Regions from separate parts of the Danio rerio genome. Here region 1 is linked to region 2. The links are chromatin contacts, called in public Micro-C maps. All regions are on one chromosome and are shown on one strand. Each heading gives the region's core, a stretch centred on a gene start, on an enhancer-like site or on the middle of the called end of the contact. The rest is flanking DNA. Distances are from core to core; before and after follow the strand shown. Region 1 overlaps aig1 (androgen-induced 1 (H. sapiens)). Region 2 holds the start of hivep2a (HIVEP zinc finger 2a).

Region 1 (2,772 bases), core at 157-2,656, 170 kb after region 2:
TAAATCTGATCTAAAAAAAATAGAAAATATTTTTTAGCAGTTTATTTATTACTTCATTTTAAAAATGAAATATTAAATAGAAAGTATCTAATTTCTGTGTAAAATTTCTGTTTATTATATATAAAAACTAAATAACAAAAAGGCAATTAAATTTATAACAACATGTTACTTACTGCAGTAGTACTATACAATTTAAAAAAATACTGTATTTTATAATGTTATTAATAAAAAAAAATGCCACTAGATAGTAATAATAATACACACTGCTGTCATTTTTTATTCTAAATGATACCATCAAGCACAGTTTTCTGCTGATGTAACTAAACTAAATACACTAAAACTAGAAAGTTAAACTAAATTGAAAGTAAAATAAAAAAATATATGACCCTGGACCACAAAAACAACAGTATCATTACCGTCATCGCTTATCTGAAATTGAGATTGATATGAAAATATATTTGAACTGTTTGAAAATCTTGAATCTGATGGTGCTAAAAAAACTAAAATATTAAGACGATCACCTCTAAAATTGTTCAAATTAAGTTAAGCTTGCATATAATCAACAACAAAAAAATGTTTTGATATATTCACAGTAGGAGATTTACCAACTATCATGTATCTAATTATGTTTGGCATACAAGAAAAAAAACATGCAACAATAAATTTGTTTTGTAGTCCAGCGTCAAATAAATAAATACAAATACTGACTTAGTCCTATCACTTTAAAATAAAAAATACTGCACATCTCTGTATTTAGGGTAAAACACTGCTTTATTTATATATTTAGGCCTACTTATTTGTATTTATGTTTGTACTTTCGTTTTATCTATTTCTTTAATTTTACTTTCCAAAATGAATCCTCATTTCGCTTAACAAGTTAACAATGATAACAAAGCTTGTTAAAAAGTTTTTAATGATTAATGGAGGAATTATAATGCTTTGTTTCATTGTTTCATCTTCATTTACAAGTAGCAGGGTATTTACAGCCAAATTATATTTCTGTTCGTACGCATCCTATCCCTTTGTGCCTTCTGGCGACACAGTCGCAAACTGCGGTTTTACCTAAAAACACGTTCTTACGCCTTTAGTGTGGCGGCGGTACGACTCGCAGCATTAATGCTCCTTTTAAAGTGTCACCCACTGTATAAATATATATACATATATGAACAACATGTTCTGCAGTGAAGTTAAACACTTGAACATAGTAAAGACCGGGTTTTAGCTTTGCAAACATTCACAGAAGAACACGTTGGTGTTTCTAAACTGTGCTTGTGTATACAATCGCTGTGGTGCTCGAGTGCATGTCAGAACAGTCAAAAAAAGCAGCATTCTGTTAACATGACAGCATCTGTGTAAATTCCCCTAGAGCTGATTTAACCGTGCCGCATGCTCTTGTTTTCTCTGCCATTGTGCTGCGGTGTTAGCATTATCTCTGCTTGGCAACCACTTCACTGAGTAAAGCTCCAGATTGACAGGAGGATCTGCTTGTTTTGTCTGGCAGGCCTCCAGTCACTTACTAGGGACATAATGTGCTAAGGTTTTATGCAATGGCAGTTCGTTGCAATTGAAGTCAAACAAAGATATGATATCCTGGTATTTTATCAAAGGACCTGTTACTTTTTGGTTGAAAAGCAAAAAGACATGTCACGTCTAAGGCCTCTGACGCCTTAAGCTGGATTTTCTCAAATGCAATTTGATTATATCTGATTATAAAGGTCAGGATGAAATGTGTTTCTCCCCATAAACAAATCACACGCTTTGATTGAAAATCAGGGTTATTCCACCAAATGCTAGTTTCTTAGCACTTGAAGTAAAAGTTGTTGTGTACTATAAGAAGAGTTAGAATCTTATATTAAAGCTGCAAGCAGCGATGATAGGGACCTCGCACCCGGGCTCACCGCCGCCCGGTGGCCTCAGGATGACAGAGAACAGCGAACAGTAATAATTTAAGCCGATATATTTAAAAAATCTGAGAAAATCACAGATTTATGCCAAACTTCCTCCTCTCAGCAGGTGGCGCTATGACTGTGACTCAAGATTGGCATGTAGATGTCACCAGGAGAGGAATCTTATCAACCATGTGAAGTTTCAGGCAGATCGAACATTGTTTAGCTGAGTTATAAGCCAAACTGCCTTTTGTCAGCAGGTGGCGCTATGACAGACTCAATGTTGTTATGTAGATGTGTTCAGGAGAGGACTTTTATCAACCATGTGAACTTTCAGGCAGATTGGACTTTGTGTGGTTGAGTTATAATGCAAACTACCATCTGCCAGCAGGTGGCGCTATAACTGTGACTTAAGATTGGCATGTACATGCCTTCAGTAATGGAATTTAATCAACCATGTGAAGTTTCAGTTAGATCGGATGTTGTTTGGCTGAGTTATAAGCCTATCTACCTTCTGCCAGCAGATGGCGTTATGACTGACTCATTAATGTTTTGGGGATGTGTTCAGAAGAGGACTTTTATGAGCCATGTGAAGTTTCAGGCTGATCTAACTTTGTGTGGTTGAGATATAAGGACTTCCTGTTTCACGGCGAAGCGTTGAGGTTTGTCATGCCGCCACGGACACGCCCCTCTGCAAAAACTCTAGATCTTCACAATATATCATCACTTAAGCTTTCAGTTAACAACCCACCAAATTTGGTGCTGATACGAAAAAATTTGTGTGAGGAGTTTATAACTCTGTAAATCATGACATTTCCTGTGGCCAGCAGGTGGCGCTATAACTGTATCTGAATATCGGCATGTAAACGTGTTCTAGTCTGGACTC
Region 2 (2,700 bases), core at 12-2,511:
ATCTCTTCATATGTCTTTACATTGGTGTTAGGTGGACTTATCTGCTGTTCAGCACTCTCGGAGCGAGAAAAATAACCAGAATCAGTGCTACCTTTACTGTGGGGGCTCAAGAGATTTTGAGACTGCTCTGAATCCAGGTCTTTCTTCTCAGTGAGTCTTAAGGCAAGTCTCTGTTTAACCGTATGAGACTCATCTCCTCTGCCCATCTGTCCACCAATAACTGAACCTTTAATGTCTGTAAACTGGGGGCACTCAGTAGCAGGTGATGGCACCCCTTGTTTTGGAACAATTAAGATAGGCACTTTCATAGATGCCACTGACAATTCCTCTGCTGGGTCTGCATATGCTGGTCCCCTTTCCATCGGGCTCTTGTCTGACTCGAATGATATCTGAGGGCTACATTTTTCAGGAAACATTGCACCTTCTGCTGTTTCTTCATCAGTGTCAGTGCTTTGCTCCCCATCAGAGTGTGCCTCTGCTTCCCCAACTGAAGATGCTTGATCAGTGTCTGTTCGGGTTGCTAGATCAGAGAATGGAACAAGTCCTGCTTTTATGGCATGAGCATGCGATTTTCGATGTTTATACAAATTGCTCTTGGTTTTGAACGAGAAACCACATGGAACACAGGGATAAGGACGCTCCCCTGTGTGGGACCGAATGTGTTTTTTCAGCACGCTGGGTTTAGCACATGCTCTACCACAATAGTGACATATGTACTTTCCTGGCTTCTTGGGTTTTTGTTCCTTCTTATGACTTTCATCTGGCTGCTCGGGTCCGGATTGGGAAAATTGGCCAAAACCAGCAGGAGACTTATGACGAGGAAATACTCCATGAGAGCGGGAGTGTACCGGATACATATCATCTGGTGGCAGAGATTGCAGTTGACCAGAGAAAGACCAGGCATGGGCCTCTAACCCTGGTTGTGGCTTTGTACCACCAAGGAAAGGCTCCTGTGGGTAAGAATGTGGCAGCTGGTAGGGGTAAGGCCGAGGAAAGATCTGTTGAAACTGACCTTCTTGTGATGAATGTGTCACTGCAGATGACATCAGGTTTCCAGAACTGTACTTTTGAGTTGAACTAGTAAGGTTTGTACCACCTGTTAGACTTTGCTCACGATGTGAGTGTCTTTTAATATCTGGGTCTGCAAAGGTATTTCTTTTTGTTCCAGCAGATGGCTCAGAGACCCATTTTCTTTGTAAGGGGTTCTTTTCCCGTTGCTCCTTGGTGCATTTTTGGCCAACAATAGGTTCATGTGGCTCCATTTTTCTTAGTACTCCAGTAGGGTTTCTTAAGATGGCTGTTTGTCAAATTTCATTCATGAAAGCTGTCATGCCAGATAAGGTATTAAGTTACTCCTAAATAAAAGGTCCTTCCACCTCCATAGTTCAAGTGTTGCTCCACTTTAAAATACAAATTATGTTCCCTTGTGACAATCAAGGCAGTATCTTTCCATCACTCATTTCAGCAGTCCATTCACTTATTGTTTTATCCAAGCTTGTTCTTCTGATTAATGTCCTCCTTAAGTTTCACAATCTACAAGAGAGAAAAAGAAAACAAAATCATAAGTTATGAAAAAGTTTAAACAATGCAAGAAATCTGCTAAAATAAAGAAAATACTACATAACACTACTACCCTAAGATTTTCAAGCTGATGTAAAAAAGCTGGGGGAAAATACTCAGCTGTCTAAACAAAGCATGCCAGTTGATCATGTGATCTGTTGCTCATCATACTTCAATTACAGCTTGCTTTCTCATACTCTTTCAGTTTGATATCTAGGCAGCTGCACAGCTGTGTTCTTCTCGCCTAGTGTGTCAAGAGTTTTCAATGAACTGATGCAGAGGAGCTACCACCTCCTGCTCATGAGTCATCATTAACAACCTTGCCCACTCATTTCCTTAAGAGACACAAACATATAAAAATAGCCTAAGAAATGCAAATGACATTCGACGTAGTGTGTGTGTGGGTGTTTAAAGGGCAAACTCGAAGCATTTTCTTCCTTAAGAGTTTCTTTTTTTGCTTTTAAAATAATAACACTGAACACATAAGGACAAAAGTGATAACATTACCAAAATACAGCCTCAAGGTACAGTATGTACTCAACCCAGCAAACAGAACATGAATGTGTTTGTAGAGCAGAGATGCTGAACACAGTGAAAAGTGTATCTTAATCTCAGACTCATTTTGATTGCAACAGACAGCACTGCCTGAGTATGAGTGAGGAAACTGTGTGACGCTGATGTCTGGGAGGCGATGTAAGCACTAAAAATAGCTGAGCAGAAAAACCACTGGTATTTATAGCACTTGAAACATTAACTTTTCGTTCATTTTGTTTTCATAGTTCTTCCATGCTTGACACAGGAAAGTATGTGTTCACAAGACAAACTATGTCCCTAGTTGTTGTTACACTTAAGCAGCAGTTTTGAACATACAGCAGCCTTGAGTTTCCAATAGCAATATGTACAAGAAAATTTCAGCTTAAAATTATGTAAATTAGTAAGTCCTTAGAGACGCAACAACACAGGAAGTGTAGAAAGGTTGATTCAAGATACAACTGATACTACTAACAAACAACAATCTGACCTTGTTTGTTAGTGACCACAGAAGTTATATTAGGCTGCTGTCACAAAGACACTGGAAGTTCTGAATTGAGTTCTTTCTGTTGCTTATTGGACTTTATTAACGTATTAAGTAATAACATC

The links. Hi-C and Micro-C count contacts between places; a contact is called where the count stands out from the background.
Region 1: a contact with region 2 is called in a Micro-C map of caudal fin, with 4 times the contacts expected there. The contact joins the enhancer-like site here to the promoter of hivep2a in region 2. A contact is called at or near these places in 1 of 18 Hi-C or Micro-C datasets (caudal fin) and 1 of 4 datasets of contacts at active chromatin or transcription factors (caudal fin).

Annotation. Positions count from the first base shown.
Region 1 is chr20:40,968,780-40,971,551 of GRCz12tu, forward strand. The region is part of intron 6 of aig1 (androgen-induced 1 (H. sapiens)); the gene reads left to right. Among named protein-coding and RNA genes, the nearest start is that of adat2, 71 kb to the right of the region's middle. Within about 2 kb of position 1,407, at least 7 of the 62 cell types and tissues checked have an H3K27ac peak or open chromatin away from gene starts, as enhancers often do. A contact at or near this core is called in caudal fin, where this site is marked.
Region 2 is chr20:40,796,567-40,799,266 of GRCz12tu, forward strand. hivep2a (HIVEP zinc finger 2a) reads right to left here and starts at 1,262. Exons shown (of 7, transcript NM_001030164.1): 1 at 1-1,262. The coding sequence starts at 1,262. The region is part of intron 2 of aig1 (androgen-induced 1 (H. sapiens)); the gene reads left to right.